Linked DNA regions of Rattus norvegicus: region 1 is linked to region 2. The links are chromatin contacts, called in public Hi-C maps. All regions are on one chromosome and are shown on one strand. The core of a region is the stretch at or near the end of the contact, and the rest is flanking DNA. Distances in the headings are between cores, read along the strand shown.

Region 1 (6,861 bases), core at 1,973-4,472, 290 kb after region 2:
GCAAGGAGCTTAATACCCTACAAAAACTGTTATTAAAGTAAGATTCGAGGATTCCCAGGCTGGCAGGGCATTAGTTAGTTACACCTCTCTAGAAATTATTTCCTTATAGTTTCCTTTAATGGTCTTATTAGACTTGCAGCTCAAAGCAACCTTGCTTTATTAATTTAATGTGTAAGTTCCGGCTATTCAAATCCTCATTTAAGACTGTAAGTAGTGATTACCCCAGTCCTCCCCCCCCCACCCTCAGGGCTCTGCCATGGTTAAGTCCCATCCTTCCAGAACCTGACTCTGTCCATTCTGACTTTGTGCTAATATGGATCCACCATCACTATGTAGTTTCAACTGCTCCTACCCTGTGGCCCTCAAGGATCTTCGCAACATTTAAGAACTTTACATCAGCAACACTGGGTTGACAAGCACACAATTTGTGTTCTATCCCCCACTGAACTCACTACTGATAAAACTGGTTAGCAGGAAAATAGGTAAACTAGAAACCAATAAATAAATAAATAAATAAATAAATAAATAAATAAATAAAATTTAAAAATTGCCCAAATGTTACACCAGAAACCCATAACAACCGGCTTAACAATCAGGCATCAAAAAGAGAATGCTGCATTCTGAGAAATTTTCACTCCTGCTTGTAAACAACGCTTAGGAGACATCCGTCTGTGCAACGGTGGAGGTTATGTCAAACTCCCTCCGAACCCATAACATGTATTTTATATTCCATCATATTGAAAGCTCACAGCCCTGAATATTTTGAGCATGCTCTAAAAATACCATCATCCATACTGTGTATGTTTACAGCAAATTATGCCTCAGCACTTCTTTTTAAAAGTGTATGGCATATTCTAACAGGTCAAAATCATTTAAGTCATTAAGTGCTAAATTAATCGGCTATCAACCCAAGGAGATGAGCTTAACAAGTGTCAGGGGTGTTTATCCTTAATTTCATCCAAATACTTGTGCCTCTTCCATCAGCAAATGATAGACCTTATATTTTTGACTGTAATGACGCTAGACAGAACACAACATTCCCTGTGTGTGCCTTGCAAACCTATGAAGCTGGCCCGAATAGTTCACCTAATCCTTCGTGTTCACAGCAATCTGGAACTGTAAAAATTTCCAGACACCGGGGCCCCAGAGTGCAGACTCCACCAGTTTCCTGAGTTCTACCTGGTGACATTTCAGGTTCACCTATTTATAAAGGCAGCTCCTTCTTCTCTCCTGATATTATGATTTCTTTTTTTTTTTTTTTAAGTTTCCTGGGTTGGTGCCAATTCTTCATTCCACATGAGGGAGAAGTATAGGACGGCATGCCTCATTTCTAAAAGATTTTGTTTTTGTCTCTTCCAAACATACCTTAACTAGGAAACAAGGAATCAATCAGTTATGTGCCTGCAACTTTCTCTGAAGGTCTTCTAAGGCTAATATGTTTGTATTTCATCTTAACATAAAGAAGGAGGGGGTGGAGGGGGGCAAGAAGAAGAGGGTTCCTTTAAAAAGATTAAATAACTCGGGGTGTTAAGGCATAAAAATGACCGTAAGTCGTCGTCGTCCAGATACACCTAACTCTAACAGGAGATTGAATGAATGGACGTCGGGAAAAACAGTAGTAAACTTTAAAGCCACCGAAAGCTTTTTAATGCCTAAGGGAAAAATAAACATTTGCTTCCAATCATTTTCTCATTAAGCATTCTCGCATTCTCTGCTCGAAGGTGAGAGCTTACTACACACACACACACACACACACACACACACACACACACACACACACAGACACTTTGTCTCAGCGCCATAAGTGCCAACTAAACCCACTGCTTAATCCAGGTCACTCACAGCTGGCCCCTGTGCACTTCTGTTATAGCACCTCTGGCCATGTTCCTGACCCCCCTCCCCCTCCCCCCAGGTTCTCCACTTGTAGCTGGAGCTGCCTGCAGCCGAGCTTGAATAGCCTGCCAGACTCTGACCACCTCTATGTGGCAATGACTACTGCGTGCACTGACAGATTTTCCGTTGGTGACAGCTGTGATGGTGGCCAGGCGTGTTTCCGGGCGCGCTTACAACCTAGTCTCTCCACCACGTAGCAGCTTCCTCTGCTTGACCCCAGAGCTGACTGTGGACCCACTCTTAACCTTCTCCTCTCCACTCCATGCCACCCCGCCATGCCCTCCCAATCTTTCCAATATACTCTCCAGCCTCAGGTTGGTGCACAACCTCCCGGAGCGTTTCCCAGCTCCTGGGCGCCCCACTCAGTTAAGTTTCTGTATATCAGGACCTAATCGCTCCCGATTATCTGAGTCCCCTAAGTCTAGCTTCTGCCTTCAATCACCCAGGTACCTGGAACTGACCCGCAGTCCCCTGGGTGCTCTGGGGCAAAACGGTTCAATCTGAACCAGAACCAGAGGTGGCACAAGAGAGATGGAGGGCTCCAGAGGGCGGATGGCAAACACGTGCAAAGAAATTAAAAAAAAAAAAAAAAACCCACCACGTGTGTGTAGCTCTGTGTGTGTGCGCGCGCGCGTTTCCAAGCCTAGGGTCAGGGCGCTGGCGCCAAGTGCGCCCCGGGGCTCCAGGGGCAGGGGGCTCCCCATCAGAGGGCATGGCTAGGGCCGCACGGGGGTCGCGGGTGGGGGCGCGGGTACTCACACGAACGCGTGGTAGACGAACGCCCAGCCGCGGGGTCTCTCCAGCACGTTGTACAGATAGTTCTGCACCCTCCGGTACTTGACGTTGCGCCGACAGCTCTGGCTGCTGGTGTAGGAGAGCGGCTTCCCCAGCAGGCTCATCCGGGCCCCCTGCTTGCCCCGGCGGCTCTCTCTCAAGCCGCCGCCGCCTCCGCCGAGCGCCGCCGCGCGGGTGCCGAGCAGCAGCAGGCCGTCGCCCCTGGCGGCCGCCGAGTTCAGCAGCACCCTGCCGCGGCCGGACTCCACATCCTTCATGCCGCTGCCCGGGCGCCCCCCACCCGCCGCCGCCGCCGCGCCGCTCCTCACCCAGAGCCCGGCGGCACCGCCCTCCTCTCCTCCCGCGTGGTGGCGGGGCATGGCATCACCACGGGCACCGCGAGGGGGGCGCCGGCGCCTGCGGCGGGGGCAGCCGCTTCATGTGCGCGGGCAGGTCTGCAGGAGGAAGCCCGCAGCCGACGGGGCGCCCTGGGGGGCCGGCAAGCCGAGGGTCTGGGCTCCGGGCGGGGGCGGCGGGGTGTGCGGAGCAGGCCCGGGGAGGTCCGGATTTCTGCCGCTTCCAATTCCAAATCCGGACCTGTTGGGGGCGTCACTTTGTGAGGTGTCCCTCGCTTTCCTTTAGTCCGGTGGCTGCCACTCCCTCCTCCCCGCGGAGTGTCGCCACACGGGACCGAGGGTGTGCGGGATGCCCCGAGGCACGCTCGCACGCGTGCACACCCAGCTGGCTTCGAGTCTGTCTGTCCCCTGCACCCCCGCAGAGCACCAGCCTGATCCCAAGTCGGTCTCCCAGGCTGAGTTTGGCTCGGTTCTTCCTGGAGCTCGGAGGGTTAAGTCCTCCTGGTGCCTCGAGAACAAACTGGACGAGTGGGTCTCTGGGCTTCTCACGCTGCTACGCCGCGCCTGGTCTTGCCATCCTTGGGCGATGGGTGCGAGCAAGAGAGGTTCTGTCCTGCCCTCCAGGTGCTGGCTAGCCTAGGAGCGAGCCAACCGGGCTACGCTTGGGGCAGTGGCGCTTGGGTTCCCGCGCTGGGGACCAGTCCACCGCAGTTCAATGGACACACCCGGAGAGCGCCAGGCAGGGACCCAGCAGCTTCCCGCGACTCAATCCAGCCTGCAGGCTGTGACTTTCCATCCTACAAGCCCGCGAGTCGCAGAACATCCTTCCCATCCCCAAGGGTGGGGTGTGGGGAGGGCGTAAAACTCCAAAGTAGCTCCTTTGCGGTGAGGGAGCTCCTCCTGACAGAGAAGCCTGGGAAAATGAACCCACTTCCCTCCTTCAAGAAATTTCCATTTAAGTGGGAGAAAGTCATAAAACTGCTTTAAGTCTCCGCCGCGACGGTGGCGTCCCCAGTGAGTTAGAGAAGGATCGCAGAGGGTGGGGAGTCCAGGACCTGCCTCTCAGACAGGATGCTGTAACTTACAATGTTTAGAGACGAGGGGAACCACTGACTGGATCTCCTACCAATTCTGGCAGATGGACTCCCCAAAGCCAGCGCTCTTGGCTAAGAGTGAGATTATGGTGCTGCTGGCTCAGAACTCTGCCTTTCAAAAACATTGTTAGCAATTAAACAACAGATTCAGCGTTGGGGAAACTGAGAGGACGCCAGGATTGGGAACTACTTCCAAGAGAGCTGCCTTCCTCCCAAACATTAAAAAAAAAAATCACCAAGTTCAACTGAACTGTGCTTTCAATACAAAACCAAGGTAGACAATAGCAAAGTGGCCATCCGTGTGCCTTTTCCCCCCATTTCCATGAATATCAACCAACACTAAGGCAAAAATCTTGGTTGCCTCACCCCTAGCAGATAATACTCTACCAACACCCCCGCCCACCCCGTGCATACACCCACGCCCACAGACAGCTGCTCTCTGCAGTCAGAGTGTCAGCTAAAAGTTTTACTTTTATTTTTATCGTTATTGTTTTGTGAAGACCTCTCCCTGGTTCTTACTCAGCATGACCTTGCTTTCTTTAAAGCCTCTGGGCAGAAGGCACTACTAACCCCTAGCGCTGTGCAGCTGGCAGCGGTACCACGTGACTGTGAGCCAGCGCCAACACCCAGAGTCACTCCTGCCTTCCCCTAATACACTTCACACCCACACACCGTGGAGGTGCTAGAGAGATTGCTCCGTGCCCTGCTATTCAAGGCAGATGCAGAGAGAAAAAGAGAGAGAGCGTCCTGGAATAAGCTCTCCAATCCAAGAGCGTGGAGACCCCTGGCTGAAGGCGGGGCGAATTCGGTGCAGCTATATTTAGATTCCCCGCGGAGTTTCTGTGCAGGGACTTTCAGGGTGAAAGATGTAGAGACTTAAAATGACTCGTGCGCACGCTGTCGACGTGAGAAAAAAAAAATCCCAGCTTTTCTGAAAATAAGAAAACGAAAAGGCCACTTCCCCTTTAAACGAAGCTGTTTTCTTGGCTGCAAACTTCTACTGTGATTAGATCACCTTTGCCTCACTCAGTGGCTGGGCCCCACACACCCGCAGGAAATCTCTTTAAGGCATGACACAAGGCCATGTTTCCCCTCCAGAAAGGCCCAGGAAGTCAGCTGCTTAATGTCCAAGGATGGTTTCCTAGGGTGCAGGAATAGAACCAGGGAAGCTGTGATGTCTATTTCGAAAATGTCAATAAACCCAGGCAGGAGGATGGCAAGGACAGTTGTAATTAGTAAGGGTTATAGAGGTCGAAGACGTTTGTAACACTCTTTTCTGAGTGTCATCCACTTAATCACAAACCCAGAGAAGGGGGCTTGTCTGTGTATCCACAGACAAGATAGGCCACTAGGAACCCAGCATCCTGGCTCCCAGTTGGAGTACCCATTCTGCAGCTTCAAGTAAATGGACCGAACAGTACCGGACAGAACTGTATCTACAGCACCGCTGACTGTTAAGGGAAAGGCTGTTCTAGGTGTGAACCCTAGTGGATCATCCTGTTCATCCATCCCCGGGAAAGAAAGACTAAGACTCAGTTCCGACCTGTTCCTACGCCTCGGCCTGTGCCAAGCTTTCATTGCTACCCAGTAACTTCCCTAGATAGACAAAAGTCAACTTTGAGGGAAAGAAAGTGTTTATAATTAAGTTTTTATTGTTGTTGCTGTTCCTTTGAATACAGGTGTTGCTAGGAAACTGCCTTTTATTTCTTTTGCTGAAATATCAGTAGGCATAGTGAGCCATGCATGAAATAATGTAACGTTATTTCATGAATATATAATTACACTAAAATATTATGAAAGGGTAATAGTAAAGGTACACGACAATTCCATTTATTTATTTATTTATTTATTTATTCACTTATTTATTTATTTATTTATTTATTTTGCTTTTGTGCGACAGGATCTCACCCTGTAGCCCAGTTAGATATTTAGCTGAGGCTAGCCTTTAACTTGTAATTATTTCCCTGCTTGTGTCCTGAGTAAAAAGGCCTATTCAAAGGATCCCCTTAACTAATCTAGAACACATGAGTTGATTGGCCGGCCCTCATCCCTTAAGATGCTTTTGCTTTAGCCTGACAATGGCGGCACATGCCTTTAGTCCTACCACTCAGGAAGCAGAGGAGGGCTGATCTACAGAGCAAGCTCCAGGTCAGCTAGGGCTACACAGAGAAACCCTGTCTCAAAAAAAGGGAGGTAAGTGTCCTTTCAACTATTCCATTGCGATGCCTGCTTGAAACATATGGCCTTGGAAACTAAATTCCCTCAAGTCTATATAGATATGATTTTAGTTGAATATGGTTACTAGAAAATAATTTATTTCAAGGTATTTTCTGTCCTGCTATATGTTCTTGCTGAACTGTACTCTGGAATCACACCGTTAGAAATGCCACCTATAGGCTAAAGACGCACACATGTAGCGCCTACAAAGGGACACTAAATAAAGTCAAAGGTTAGCATCGCCATAGCACTCTTCCTTTCCTTGTTCAGGGCCATGTATTTTACTCTTCGTTTTAGCCCTCCCAACACAGTGTAGACTCACAGTCAAACCCATGTGTATTGTTCTGATGAGCTCGTGTGATGTCAGAGGTACTGTACACGGATACAGATACACTTTGCTCCTGTATGAGCCACCTGGGCTAGTTTGAGTAGCAATGATAATACAAGTTGCAAAACTTGGAACAGTAAGAATATTTGCTAACATAGAATAATGGAAGTCCTTGCTTGCTCAGTGACTTGCACCAAGT
Region 2 (6,565 bases), core at 1,239-3,738:
TTAGCTGACATTCATGGAGAGAATGAATCCTTAGAACTGTGCCACTAGTGAAAGGAAATCCTGTCTAGAGTATGTTTCTTTACAAAGCTGTGTCACACCATCCTTTGGGCCCTCTGCTGGAAAAGTAGAATCAAGTCTCAAATAATGCCTTTTAAATTGTATCCTCTAGTATTATAGATGTAGGACAGTACTGTATCATACCTCTGTGGATGTAAAATAGCTTGTACCTGCTTTATGATACGTAGTAGTGACCGTGCTTTATCAGAGCTGTTTTTAATGATGTTGCTCAGAATGTTTTCTTTCCAGATGATGATTGAGAAGCTAATTTAAAAAAAAATGGTGCCAGGTACCACAAGAGTAACAGAACTGTGCTGTTTTCTCGGGTTTTGTTTTTTTACTTTTTTTTTTTTTAATGGAGTGTGCTGGATGTCTCTACAGTTTTGTTCAGATGACTGCAGAACCTGGAAAAGCTGTTGCTGCTGTTGATGCATAACACACTGCTATTATTGGTCTTTTTATATAAATATAAATATATATATATATACAGATATATAATTTGAATTTTTTGAAACTTTACCTGTGCTGTCAACTTTCGAAAAAAGTATCCCCGTTTACTGTGTTGAGTTGGCACTGTACAGAAATTAACAGCCATATTGGTCTAGAAATGTTGAACTTAAGTTTTTTCCATTTGTACAGGGGTAACACACTGTATTAAATATGTAAGGTCTTATATACGTGGGTTTGATTACAAAAACTAATAAAGTACTCTCTAAATTAAAAAAAAAGCTTTATAAAAACTTCATTTACTCTCATTCTGGTCACTCATTGAAGCATATTTCAAATTTGCAACATATAGCAAAAGATGCATTGGCATTTCGTCTAGCCTCATGCTTTCTCAAGATGTATTCAGTCTAAGTCAATTTCAAGGATTTGGTAAGAGACAGCAGTAGCAGGAGTACCCTGCTTCATAGGGAGATCCAATTGTAGGGCTGACCCCTTCATCCCTCTCACCTGCACCAGCTCTTCAGTGTCTGCACCCCCTTATGTCCTCCTTGCTTCTCTTCTCAGAATGGAAGCTAATTTTCTCTTTTTTATATTCCCTCCCATTCCTTCCTTCCTTCCTTCCTTCCTTCCTTCCTTCCTTCCTTCCTTCCTTCCTCCCTCCCTCCCTCCTTCCCTCTCTCCCTTTCCCCCTCCCTGCTTGCCTGCCTTTCTCCTTTCTCTCCTCTCTGCTTATCTTTCTTTCTCACTTCCCTCTTCCCTCTCCCCCACTCTTCTTTATCTTTCTTTCCCACTATTTTCCTTCTTCTATAGCCTCAAGCTATGAAACTGAGGCTGGCCTCAAACTTCCAACCCTCTTGTGTCACCATGCTGAGTGCTTTGATTACAGACACACGCCATTGTATCTAGATTAGAAGAATTATTTCTATGAATATCACAATGTTAATGCATGGTCAGGAAACATGTTTACGTTGCAGGAAGAGAACAAGGAAATGAAGACTTCAAATGGAAGTAATACGCACCTATAGGGATATTTCAGAACAACATAATCTCCCTAGGGTATCTTGGAAGTGACTGTAGAGCTGAGATTTTCAATACTTGAGGAAGACTGATAGGTGTTTTCATCAGTGAGAAGCATCATAACTACTGGGAGAAATGGTCCAGAAAGTCTAGGGCTTTTACTTACTGAACAACACTGGAACATTTTTTTTCCTGCCTCTTATTGGTTGCTAGTCTTCCTTACCCAAAGACTTCTCTCAGTTCATCTTGAAACAGTAATTCCCACTGACAATTGGGAAATTGTCACACAATTGAGAAAGGCATCCCACAAAGGTGCAGTGGAAGGTCCTTGCACAAAGTAACTCTGCTTTCCAGCTCCCCTGACTTACACTGGAACATTCAATGCCAAAGAGAAAATCCCATCATCAGGATATGGTGTGGCTACATATTTTTTTCATGCCCCAGAATCCCACTGTGATTCTATGTTTTTGTTTTGTTTCTCTGGCAATAGAAAGGAATGCAAGGCAGTCAACACTCAACACTTTGAGGTTATAATCAGGAACTTTCCCTAATCCCTGCTCTGTAATAGTCATTGTTAATAATTAGTAAGGTCAAGAAGTTTGGTAAGTAAAAGAAAACTCTAAGTTGAATAGCTAAAGAAGGCTTCAGTTATTTGAAATCTGCAAATCACCCACAGGTGAGATGTGAAAATAAACTCATTTCCACTTCAGTGGAAGTGAGAACAGGAAAAATGTCCCCCCTCTTTAGATTAGGGAAGAACTATTGTTAAGATTGATGGGCAGAATAATCACACTGCAGGCACACATGCCCTTGCTGTCTGGTGCTATTTGGGAAACAGGGCATCGACAAAAGTATTAGTGAGAAGGAGTCACCTCATTGGAATTCTCCTCTTTATCATCTGTGCGAACCCAGCTCCTCCCAGCACACTTCAGTTTTCTTCCAATCTATTCCCCCCATCCCCTGAGATGCCTAAGACTGTACGTGTTGATATCAGAGGCATTCCAAGTATTTTAAGACAGTGATGCTATCTTGTAGTTACTACAGTATAGCTATGTAATATTCAGGGTGAAACCTGAATTCTTTTTGCTTCGGTTGAGGAATTAATACTTGTTATTAATGCTGTGCAAACAATAACGTGGCTGGGAAAAAGACATAAAATGAGGAATTGCTACCACAGAAACCACCATGGATTCTGCTCTGCCAGTGCTGTTCTCGGAGTTGTGTAAAAGAGCTCAGCTTTAATAATTTAACATTAAAGAATGAATTTTTCTCCAAAAGACCAATTCTGTAGTGATGACTCAATTCCCCGAGATTGTCTACCTGGGATTAAAGCCAAAACCACCTCATATCCTCCTCCTAGGGAGGACTCAATTAGCAGATCCAAGTGGGGGCTCTGTTTGCACTACACCCTCCCTGTGAATTTGGAGACAGTGCGAGCTCAGTGGTACAGAATATGCTCTTTTGGGGGGCTGATGCATCGCATGGATCTTACATTTCAAGACAGATTTATTTTTATGTGTGAATATTCAAAGACAGGATCTTATATAAATGGTTACATAAGGTTAGACGTGAAAACACATGTACAGTAATGAACTTGTCATTTTTTTTTTTGGTAATAGATGCAGATTTTTAAAACAATTATAGAAAAGACTTTTATTTTTAATACTGGTCTCTTTAAATTTTCAAATATTTGATCTACTTTTCAGAATTTCATATACATTTACATTATTTATTCACTCTTCCTAACTCCTCCTGTGTTCCTCTACCCCGGGTCTTCCTAAACTAATAGCCTGAAATTATTAATTATTATTGTTACATATAAATGTTTATAGACATACCCTGTTGATGTGTGTATGTGTGGAGGGAGGAATGCTTGGTGTCAGATAAACTATCAGGGATTTGTCCCGAGGAAGATCAGGTTTCCCATGCTCAACAGTTATTAGTTCATTAAGGGTCCAGAACCATTAATACCTGGGCATTATGCCTCTGTGTGTGTGTGTGTGTGTGTGTGTGTGTGTGTGTGTGTGTGTGTGTGTGTGACAGACAGAGAGAGAGAGAGAGAGACAGACAGACAGACAGACAGAGACAGACAGACAGAGACAGACAGAGACAGAAAGCATGCATGTGAGAATGCATGCATGTTCATGTCTGAGAAGGAGAACGTGTGTGAGAGAATGCATGTATGTGTGTCTGAGAAAGAGAGATCACTGACAAAGGTCTGTTGTACTTTAAGTCTTCAGATTTGTAGCATAAACTTTTCTTATCTAAAAAGATTGTTTTTCTAAAATGTCATTTCTCAGGACAAAACCCCATTATTTTTGGAAGTTGTGCATGATGTGCATATCAAGTCAAACTATTTGATTAATTTTGCTGATTTTTTTTAAAGAAGTGAAAACAGTTGGCCTTTTTAAAATTCAGAGACGAGATTCAATACTTATTCAAACTTTTCTAAAATAGGAGGCAAAACACCCTGAAAACCAGGACATATCTTAAGCACCAAATTATATACTCCTTATATTTAGAATAGACACCTTTGTATCTAATAAGTTTGACTAACCTAAATATATCTTGTTGCCAAATGTGGCCAATTTTCCTTGGTTTTTCTTCTGTGAAGGAGAACAACCATCACAACATATTTTCTTTCTCTTTTGCTAAAAACCAATTATTAAGTTGTTCCTTTCAACATCTTCTCTTTTGGTTACGTAATCTGAAGCCTTTTACCTTTGTAAATTAATAGGTTCTGTTATTTGATTCTTGCTTCGTTCTTATGTCTTTCTGCTATATCTGATTTCAAAATGTAGAACAATGAAAAAGGAAGAATTTTCTAGTGCCAGGAGAGGCAAGAGAGCCAGAAACGGAGTTGATTTGAGTTTTGTATGCTTACTTAGACTAGGAGAAGTTCTGAACATCATTCTCTCAAAGGCTCTGTCCTCCTCAGACTCTGTATTAGACAGAGTTAGTACTGCTGTGGTGAAACTCCATGACCAAAAGCAAATTGGAGATCAAAAGCTTATTACTTAATGCTTCGACATAATAGTCCACCAAAGCCAGGATCAGATCTCAAACAGGGCAGGAATCTAAAGTTAGGAGCTGATGCATAGGCCATGAAGGGGTGCTGCTTACTGGCTTGCTCCTTGTGGCTTGGTAAGCCTGCTTTCTTATAGAATCTATGGCCACCAACCCAGGAGTTGCCCTGCCCACCTGGAGCTTCCCACATCAATCACTAATTTAAAAAATGTCCTGCCTACAGCCTAATGTCTTGCCTAGAGCCTAATCTTATGGAGGCATTTTCCAACTCTCAGATGACTCTAGCCTGTATCAAGCTGACATGAAGTTGGCCAACATGAAAACACATGCCCTCCAAAGTACTTAGCTTGAGCCTAGACTGGGAGTCGTCAACATTGTGGTTTGTCCAGGGCTACTCACTCTTAGCTGCAAAGCATTACCACTCCTAAGTAGTTTAGTATCACCACTTCCCAAGTGTCTACTTGGGAAAGAAACTCAAGTTTGTTCTTTGTATCTGCAAGGCTTGATGCTTCTTTAGCATAGTTCGAAAATTGGTCTTAAATAGGGACGAGGGAGCCCAAAGGGAGGCAGATGTGTCAGGAAGTACATGGTCCTTCAGTGCATGAAAGTGACACGGAAGAGACTGTGGTCATCCTCAAGGTCTGGAGTGGACGCCCTCTCTAGGACCTAAAAATGCACCCCTGACACATCCCTTCCAGGAACAACAAAATGATGCGTTCACAGGCTGGGAGTCACCTTGCTTCCTTTTCCATCCCTGGTGACACAGACAGTGGATCTACTTCAGCCTTTCCGTAGTTATTCTATTGTAGCAAATCCTTGTGATTTTCTTGCCTGGCTTGAATAAAGACAGCAGCTTTTGTCAAATGTCCTCTGGACATGTCAGGGTTTCCACTCCAAGTTGCTGAACCTAAATGGGAATACCTTCTAGTCACTGGCCTTCAAGTACAGGGATCCAAAACACAACACATAGACATCTACAAAACTAAAATGGCAGAAGACATCCTCAGCTTGTTTTCTGTAGTGCAGCACACACCAGGCAGGTCCTAGGATGTCACACTCTATTAGCATCCCTTCACAAGACCTTTGTTTCCAGAACTGCTTTCTTCATTCCAATGGGAAGAAGCATTCGTAGCTCACAGACATGAGGAGAAAATCAAACAAGTGAGTTTGTTAAGGTCTCCTGGTGACTACTTTGGATCACACCCCCTTCTTCATCTGACCACCTCTTTCCGTGACTGTTGCTTGTCTGTCAGGCAAAACCCATAAAACCATTCACTGTTTTCTTGAAATGGGTTTTCAAACCACGGAAATTTAGATAAATTTGTCTGCTCATCTCTTGTTATATGTTTAATTACAGCAACACCGGCTATGAACCTCAGATAGGAAGAAAAGAAATCTGTTTTTTTTTTCTTACATCGCTTAAGATGTGAATGTGTTCTATGTGACAACCCATAGACATTATTTAACTTTTGGTGAAGAAATCATGTAAGAAAAAAAAAAACTACCAAAAATCAAGGAGAGACTTAGGAGTGGGTTATTGCTTTTTATAAGAATAGCATCTGCAAACCACTGAACTGAGAATAGGACCCCCGTTGAAGGAATCAGAGAAAGAACTGGAAGAGCTTGAAGGGGCTCGAGACCCCATATGTACAACAATGCCAAGCAACCAGAGCTTCCAGGGACTAAGCCACTACCTAAAGACTATACATGGACTGACCCTGGACTCTGACCTCATAGGTAGCAATGAATATCCTAGTAAGAGCACCAGTGGAAGGGGAAGCCCTGGGTCCTGCTAAGACTGAACCCCCAGTGAACTAGACTATGGGGGGAGGGCGGCAATGGGGGGAGGGTTGGGAGGGGAACACCCATAGGGGAGGGGAGAGGGAGGGGGATGTTTGCCCGGATACTGGGAAAGGGATTAACACTCGAAATGTATATAAGAAATACTCAAGTTAATAAAAAAAAAAAAAAGAATAGCATCTGCAAGGGCTGGGAAAACAACTCTTTCCACGTATAA

The links. A called contact is a pair of places that touch in the nucleus more often than the background predicts.
Region 1: a contact with region 2 is called in a Hi-C map of frontal cortex, with 1.7 times the contacts expected there. The contact joins the promoter of Kcnq5 here to the enhancer-like site in region 2.

What each region holds. Positions count from the first base shown.
Region 1 is chr9:31,888,059-31,894,919 of GRCr8, forward strand. It overlaps Kcnq5 (potassium voltage-gated channel subfamily Q member 5), which reads right to left and starts at 3,223. Exons shown (of 15, transcript NM_001134643.2): 1 at 2,653-3,223. The coding sequence starts at 3,047.
Region 2 is chr9:31,598,928-31,605,492 of GRCr8, forward strand. The region is part of intron 1 of Kcnq5 (potassium voltage-gated channel subfamily Q member 5); the gene reads right to left. Among named protein-coding and RNA genes, the nearest start is that of Khdc1b, 280 kb to the left of the region's middle. Within about 2 kb of position 2,489, at least 18 of the 93 cell types and tissues checked have an H3K27ac peak or open chromatin away from gene starts, as enhancers often do.